Linked DNA regions of Mus musculus: region 2 is linked to region 1. The links are chromatin contacts, called in public Micro-C maps. All regions are on one chromosome and are shown on one strand. The core of a region is the stretch at or near the end of the contact, and the rest is flanking DNA. Distances in the headings are between cores, read along the strand shown.

The links. Hi-C and Micro-C count contacts between places; a contact is called where the count stands out from the background.
Region 2: a contact with region 1 is called in a Micro-C map of muscle stem cells, with 4 times the contacts expected there. The contact joins the enhancer-like site here to the promoter of St8sia2 in region 1. A contact is called at or near these places in 6 of 484 Hi-C or Micro-C datasets (cortical neurons, muscle stem cells, myocytes and 1 more) and 1 of 9 other capture datasets (pancreatic islet).

The regions. Positions count from the first base shown.
Region 1 is chr7:74,011,780-74,015,203 of GRCm38.p6, reverse strand. St8sia2 (ST8 alpha-N-acetyl-neuraminide alpha-2,8-sialyltransferase 2) reads left to right here and starts at 1,522. Exons shown (of 6, transcript NM_009181.2): 1 at 1,522-1,807. The coding sequence starts at 1,710.
Region 2 is chr7:74,064,064-74,067,487 of GRCm38.p6, reverse strand. No RefSeq gene overlaps it. Among named protein-coding and RNA genes, the nearest start is that of St8sia2, 52 kb to the right of the region's middle. Within about 2 kb of position 1,712, at least 26 of the 459 cell types and tissues checked have an H3K27ac peak or open chromatin away from gene starts, as enhancers often do. A contact at or near this core is called in muscle stem cells, where this site is marked.

The DNA.
Region 1 (3,424 bases), core at 273-2,772:
GATGTGCAAGGGTGGGGGGGGGGAAGCAATGAAACACCCTGGAAGGGGCGCATCCCTCCTCTGGGAAAAAGACAACTGCTGCTGGCACTCAGAGGAGACCCCTGAAGAACTTGTCCCCCACCTTACCACGCTGTTTCCGTATCCTGTCAGCAGGCAGGGCATAGAGGCTCTCCCTGCAGGTGAGAGCTTGTCCTGAATCACACCACTACCACCAGTACCACCACCAACAACAACAACAATAAAAATAAAAACAGCAACAAAACCCAGCAGGCCTCCTGCAGAGACCACTCCCTTTAGCCTGTTCCTCAATGAAGAAGTGTGGGGAGCTCCCTAGACCTTCACACCTTGGCCTGGGAGAGACACGGGAACTACACTAAGGGAACTACTAGCTCCTCCTTGGAGTTGTTCTGGAGGACAACCGACTGGGCATCTCTGTTTATCTACAGGTGCTTCCCAAACAGTAGGGCACTGCATTGACATTCTCAACGCCTCTGACAAGCAACCTCTAGGACCCTTCACTAACCAAAGGACGATCTGGCTTCTTCTGAAAAGTTACATCCAGTGTGTGTGTGTGTTGTAATCTAGTTCTAGTAAAACTTAATGAATGGGTTCTTCCCTCTTGACGCAGCAGGGCAAAAGGTAACGGTAAAGTGAGCTAAAAGGGTCTGAAGCAGGGAAATCGTTCGGTATGGGGTGGGGGGGAGGAGCATCTCCCTTTGTGGGAAGTGTATTTTTCTAGAAGGCCTTTTGATCATGATAGGACTCCAGGGGTTTATTGATTAGACCAGAAAAGAGCACGAGCTAAGGGGATGAAGCACGTACAGTACCAGCCACAATGTGGGTACTATGCCTGCTCTTGGAAGTAGAGCAGGTACTACGGGGATCCCTGGGTTCTAGCCATGACCTCAAACAACTCGAGAGTTCCATGCTCCCGGGCTTGGGTCTATAAATGGACAGAGATGACCGCCCATAGAGAAGGTGGTGTTGTGCAGGCTGAGCACCTCGCCCACCAATTGCCATGAACATCGCTGGTGAAGTTGGCCCCTCTTGCCCATTTCTTCTCCCCTCCTCTCTTCCACTTCCCCTTTCAATTCGTCAACTGCTGAAGCGTAGCCCAGAGGATACCGCCTCCTCGCAGCGCGCCGGAGACCGTCCCCAAGGTGCTAGTCTTTGTGTCGGGAAAACTTTGAGAGGAAGCGAGGGCGCTGGACAAAGAGCGAGCGACGCTAGGCGTTTGCCAAGCAGCCCCGGGTGCTCCGAGTTGTCTGGCTCAGCTCAGTCTCCGGGTCGCTTTCGATGGCCGGAGCCCAGCCTTCCTAGGCCGGGAGTGGCAAGCTCCCTGAGCCCTCTCGGGCAGGAAAAGCAAAGGCGGGTGGGTGGCCGCTAGAGTTAGTGGGAGGAGACCAGGCAAGGCGCGGAGCAAAGCTGTCAAACTGCGCCTGGAGCCCAGTGCGGGGCGGGGGGGAAAGGGGGGGGGGAGAAGGAGGGAGGGGAGGGGAGGGGCGGGCAGGAGCGGAGAGAGAGCGAGCGGGCTCGCCGCGCCAGAGCAACCCTTGTCTGTTGCTGCTGCTGTCGCCTTGGCCGCCGCCGGCCAGGACTCGCCCGGAGCGCAGGGTGTGTGCCCTGCTGCGCGTGGAGCGCGGAGGCTCCTTCAGCCCCAGCTCCTCGCCCCGGCCCGCGCGCGGGTCCCGGAGGGCACCGACCCCACCATGCAGCTGCAGTTCCGGAGCTGGATGCTGGCCGCGCTTACGCTGCTCGTGGTCTTCCTCATCTTCGCAGACATCTCAGAGATCGAAGAAGAAATCGGGTAAATAGCCTCCCTGAGCCCGTGCCCCATCCCCGGCGGGATCTCTTCTTCCCCTGGGCTCCTTACTCCCCATCCGCTTTGTGTGCGCCGCGCCCCCCTGTCGCTCAGCTGGAGGGATAGTGCCGGCGGTTTGGGCTGGGGGTGGCAGTGTCAGGGGCCCGGGACGCTTTAGGGAGTGGATGATGGGGGCGCGGCTGCCGAGGGGCGTCCCCGGGCGGGGTGCACGGGCAGCTGTAGCCGCGCGGCGTGGGGAAAGCGGACTCACCCACCCTGCTCCCTGTCCCCTAGTCCCTTCCCCCGGCGTGTGCGCGCGCGGTGTCGCCGGGGTCGAGGGAGGGCGCCGGGGAGTGTCTCGGGCGGGTAGAAGGACGGAGAGTGGAGGCAGGCAGGAGTTTCTTTGTCTCCGGCTCGGCCGTTTTCTCGCCTTGGCAAAGTGGGCAGGGGGCGCGCGGGGGATCTCTGAGCTGGGGGAGGGGAATCCCCTGGCGGGAGATGAGTGGGAAGGGCTCCGTACCGACTCCTGGGAAGGGGAATGTGCCCTGAACACACCGGTACGCACCCACGCCTCCCGCCGGCCAGCCCAGGATCCGGGCGTGGGGGGTAGCACCGCTAAAGGTGTGGCGCGCGGTGCTGGAGACCAGGGCTCTCCCCTGGCTTTGGGTGCTCTGACAACCCTGCGACGGCCCCAGGCAACCCCAGGTTGCTGAGCGCTCACAGCCGGCGCCAAGACCCGGGGAGGTTGTCGGAAAGTCTCCAACGCCGCCCGGTGGGCTTCGGGGTCCCCAGGAGCGCGCGATCTCAGCTTGTCCCTATCTCTTCAGAGGTAGGCGGGACCACACCTCCAGCTGTGCCTGGTTCGGGACTTCTTGGAATGAGCTGTCTAACTGAGCTGGGCTCATCAATCAGGGTGTCCCGTGGGCTGAAGCTGGCTCCCGATCCTACAGTCTTCTGCACGCGGAGCCCGACCCATGTCCGGAGCCTCCAAACCGTGGTGGAACATGTAGGAAGGCAGCAAGGCTCTGAGGTGGCCTTCAGTAAAAGGGTGAGGTCCCTGAGAGCACAGGAGGCGGATTTGATTCTCTGTGGGATTAGTGAGGAGCCAAGCTCAATCAAACAAGCGTCCTGTGCTGCGTGCGCCCCTCCTTTGTCCAACTTCGTTCGTAAGGATATAAGAACAGAGAATGGATGGGTCCTGCCTTCAGATCCCTCCAAAACAGAGAGAGTCCAGAATCCAAGATGCTGAGGCCCTAGGGACCCTAACCTAATAGCAGGTGCCTCTTCCTACCCTTTGCTTTCTCTCTCCCACTCACTGTCCCTTTCTGTAACCCCACAAACCATTCTATGGACTCCACTATGTTTCAAGAGTCCCTCTCTGCTTCATTCCTCTCGTCCTCGGTTTCCCCAAGAACTCCGAAAACTTTCACTTAATGTTCAGTTAATACACTCTGTGCCGCCAGCTTCTCGGCAGAGACAGAAACGAACTGCTTTCCCATAGCTTCTCTCCTGGTGTGTGGTCGGAACAGAAATTGGTGCAGTCACATTCTGAGATATGGACTAAAGCGCTCCCGGGTCACTAGATGACTTTGACAATGGGAAAAGGAAAGACCTTCAGATGCC
Region 2 (3,424 bases), core at 463-2,962, 52 kb before region 1:
ACTACAGCTTCCATGAAAAGATGCTTTTGTTTGTTTGTTTGTTTGTTTGTTTTCTTTTGGGGAGAGGTGCAAAGGTGGAGGGTGGATACAAAGGGATGGGTAAATGAGTGGGATGGGGTTTATGATGTGAAACTCAAAAGAATCAATAAAGACATTTTTTGTTTTTTAAAAAAGAAGACAATCTCAAAGAAAGAAAGAAAGAAAGAAAGAAAGAAAGAAAGAAAGAAAGAAAGAAAGAAGGAACGAAGGAACGAAGGAAAAGAAGTTAAAGAAAATGTTCTACAGACATACAAATCAGCTGGATTGAAGCAATTCCTCAATTAATGTTCCCTCTTTCCAGGTGACTCCAGTTTGTTTCAAGTTGACAAGAATTAGGCAGGCATTAGTGACATAGGAAGAATGGCATCAGCTGAAGAGTCACTGCTTGTGGGAGGCTGTGGACGTGGACAGGTCACCTGGCTAGGACCATCAAACGAACCCAATGTTCAATCAAAGCACTTACAGGGGGCTCCATCAACAATTATCTAAACTGCAAACAGCTCAAGCTAAGCTAAGCTTATGTGCTAAGCTGTACATAACTGATTGACTGGTCAACTGACTAAGCTATGGACAATTAAGTTGTTTTCCACGCTTCATTTCCATTTTTCTATAAAGGCTGCAGGATCACTTGGCTGGAAGTTCTCAGAGCCTTCTATGGCTCTGGGAACTGCCCAGTTCACAAATCATCTTTGTTTTTGCTATGCTTTCCCCAAATAAACAGTACTAAATTGAGTTGGTCTACAGCATTGTCCTTTTAACACTGAGGGGTTCCGGCAGGAGACAATGATTCGAATATGGATTTGAACACAGAAATGAAGACAAGACTCCAGAGATACTTAGGAACTATGGTTTGCATATTAAAAGAAGATGGTGAATAGGAATAGAGAATCTTATGGTAGGATGTATAATGGTCCTCAATGGTATCAAGTCCTAAAGCTGGAACCTTTAAATGTTATTTATATCATATACAAATGATCTTTATAAGGGCAGATTATCTCAGAGTATCTGGGTAATATTCCAATATTGAGATACTCTCACAAGCACTTTCATAAAAAATAGGCAGGGACACTGATGAAGAAAACAAATTAATATAGAGCAGAGATTCTAGTGATGTTACCACAAGCCAAGGAATGCTGGCTGAGGCTAGAAAAGACAGCCTACTTCACAACAGTCCCCAGATGGAGAACCGCTGTACCAGCATCTTGATTCCAGACTCGGATCTCAGAGACTGTGAGAACAAACTTTCTACTAATTTACTATCATATAAAAAGTTACAGCAGCCACAGAAACTAATGCAGAGCTAGAGTAAAATATAAGTCAGCTTTGTAACTAGAGCAAATAGGTAGAGAAGAGCCTTTCACAGTGATGGGGAATGCTGAGGAGGAGGTAGGATATGGGTTCAGCCAGAGATGTCTATGTTAACATAGTTGAATGCAAAAGGATGGAGCTGAAGACCAAAATCTAGGCTAAAATCTGAAGTCTGTAAGTCATTAGCAAAGCAGTGTAATGGAGGCCATATTAATAGCTAGAACACTGGGAACAAAGGAATAGCCTGGGTTTTCTCAGTCCTGGGAGCAAGTTTGAGTCATAAGGGCAATTCTCCACTCATCAGCGACTGAGTGAATACCCTTCCCAGAGAGGCTAATTAGCTTGGTCTTTGCTGTACCTACCCCTTTCTGGAGCTTAAAAAGCCTCCCAGGTGGTATTAATATGCAACTCAGGTCAAGAACCACTGTTCAGGAAGTGGGAGGACAGCATACCACAAATGCCTCTGGCCATGACTACCTTAAAAAAAAATTGAGATTTTTTTTTTGAAGTGTGACTCCCAGGCCCACACATCAGCAACAGCTGGGAACTTGATGGAGCATGAAGCCCAGGCTTCCTGCCAGACCAACTCAGAAACTCTAGAGGTCCAGCCCAGGAAGACTCATGGTGACAAGCCCCGCATCTGAAAAGCACCAGGGTGATCGGAGAGGAGCCTTTCCCCGAGGAAGGAGTGGGAGCGGTTAACAGTGTTCTCAGAGACCCACGAAAGCAGGATGTTCCCACCCAAAGCGGACAGTGCTTCTTGGTAATTTTTCTGATTCTTTTAAGGGAATAACGCTGCTGGCTTTGAAGAAGAGCTGTACCCCGAAAGCAACTACAGAAATACACGTTCAGGTCTAGGCATAAGGGCTGCAGCAGCTCAGGAAATAATAGTAAGAATTGACAAGAGAAATGATCTGAAATTAAAAAGCTTCTGCCTGGCAAGGGAAACAATTAGCTGGGCAAAGAGACAGCTTCCAGAATGGGAGAAAATCGTGGCCTGCTATGCATCTCCAAGGGGATTAATATCTAGGCTATATAAACAACTCAAAGAAAAAAATCAAAGACAAAACACGCAATCAATAAACAAGCAAATGAAATGAGCAGACCCTTCTCAAAGATGAAGTGCCAATGGCCAATAAATACAAGAAACAAATGTTCAGTATTCTCAGCCCTCGGGGAAATGCAAGTTGCAACCACATGGATTCCAATCTCATTCCAGTCAGAATGGCCATCACTGAAAACAAAAGGTAAGACAAATTCTGCTAAGGATCCGGGGAAATAGGGCTTTCATTCACTGCTGGTGGGAGTGAAAACTAATGCAGCCATGATAAATTGGTAAGAAGTTTCTTTAAAAATATAAATAAATAAATTAAAAAAATAAAAATACAACTACTATTTGAGCTGACTGTCTCACTCCTATAAATACACCCAAAGGCAGCTAAGAAATGCCTGCATATCCATGTTTATTGTGCACTATTCAGGATAGCTACGCTACGGATCCAGCCCAGGTGTATATCAGCAGATGTATGTATACACAGTGGAATTTCAGCCCTAAAGAGGAATGAGATTATGACATTTGCAGGCAAACACATGGATGTGAAGACCAGGAAGTTAAGTTAAATAAGATGGATGAGGAAAAATGGACCTCGGGTTTTCTCTTATAAGTAGGACCTACATTTTATGAATATTCGTGTACAAGGAAGACCCATGAGAGGGGAAGGGGCCTACAGAAGAGGGCAACAGTGTACAGATATAGTCAAATCATACAATATGCTTAAATTAAAACATAAATCAACTTTATACAATGAATATAAAATTATTATTATTTTAAATTATACAATAAATGGGAAAAAGAAGAAACCACGGTGTGACAAATCTCTGAATTCCATGGTGAGTTAGCAGTCCTAGGCATAGAATCCATTGCAAAGAAAGTGGACTGGCAGCCATGGCTACTGAGGTAAAGGAAAAATTGCCAGGCTCTGGTGCAAGTCTGTAGGCTTGTGCAGTTCTAAAGATGTTTGCTTCGGTTGCTTTGCTCTGGTGGCAAAGGGTCACGTCACCTGCTGAGATTGGATTC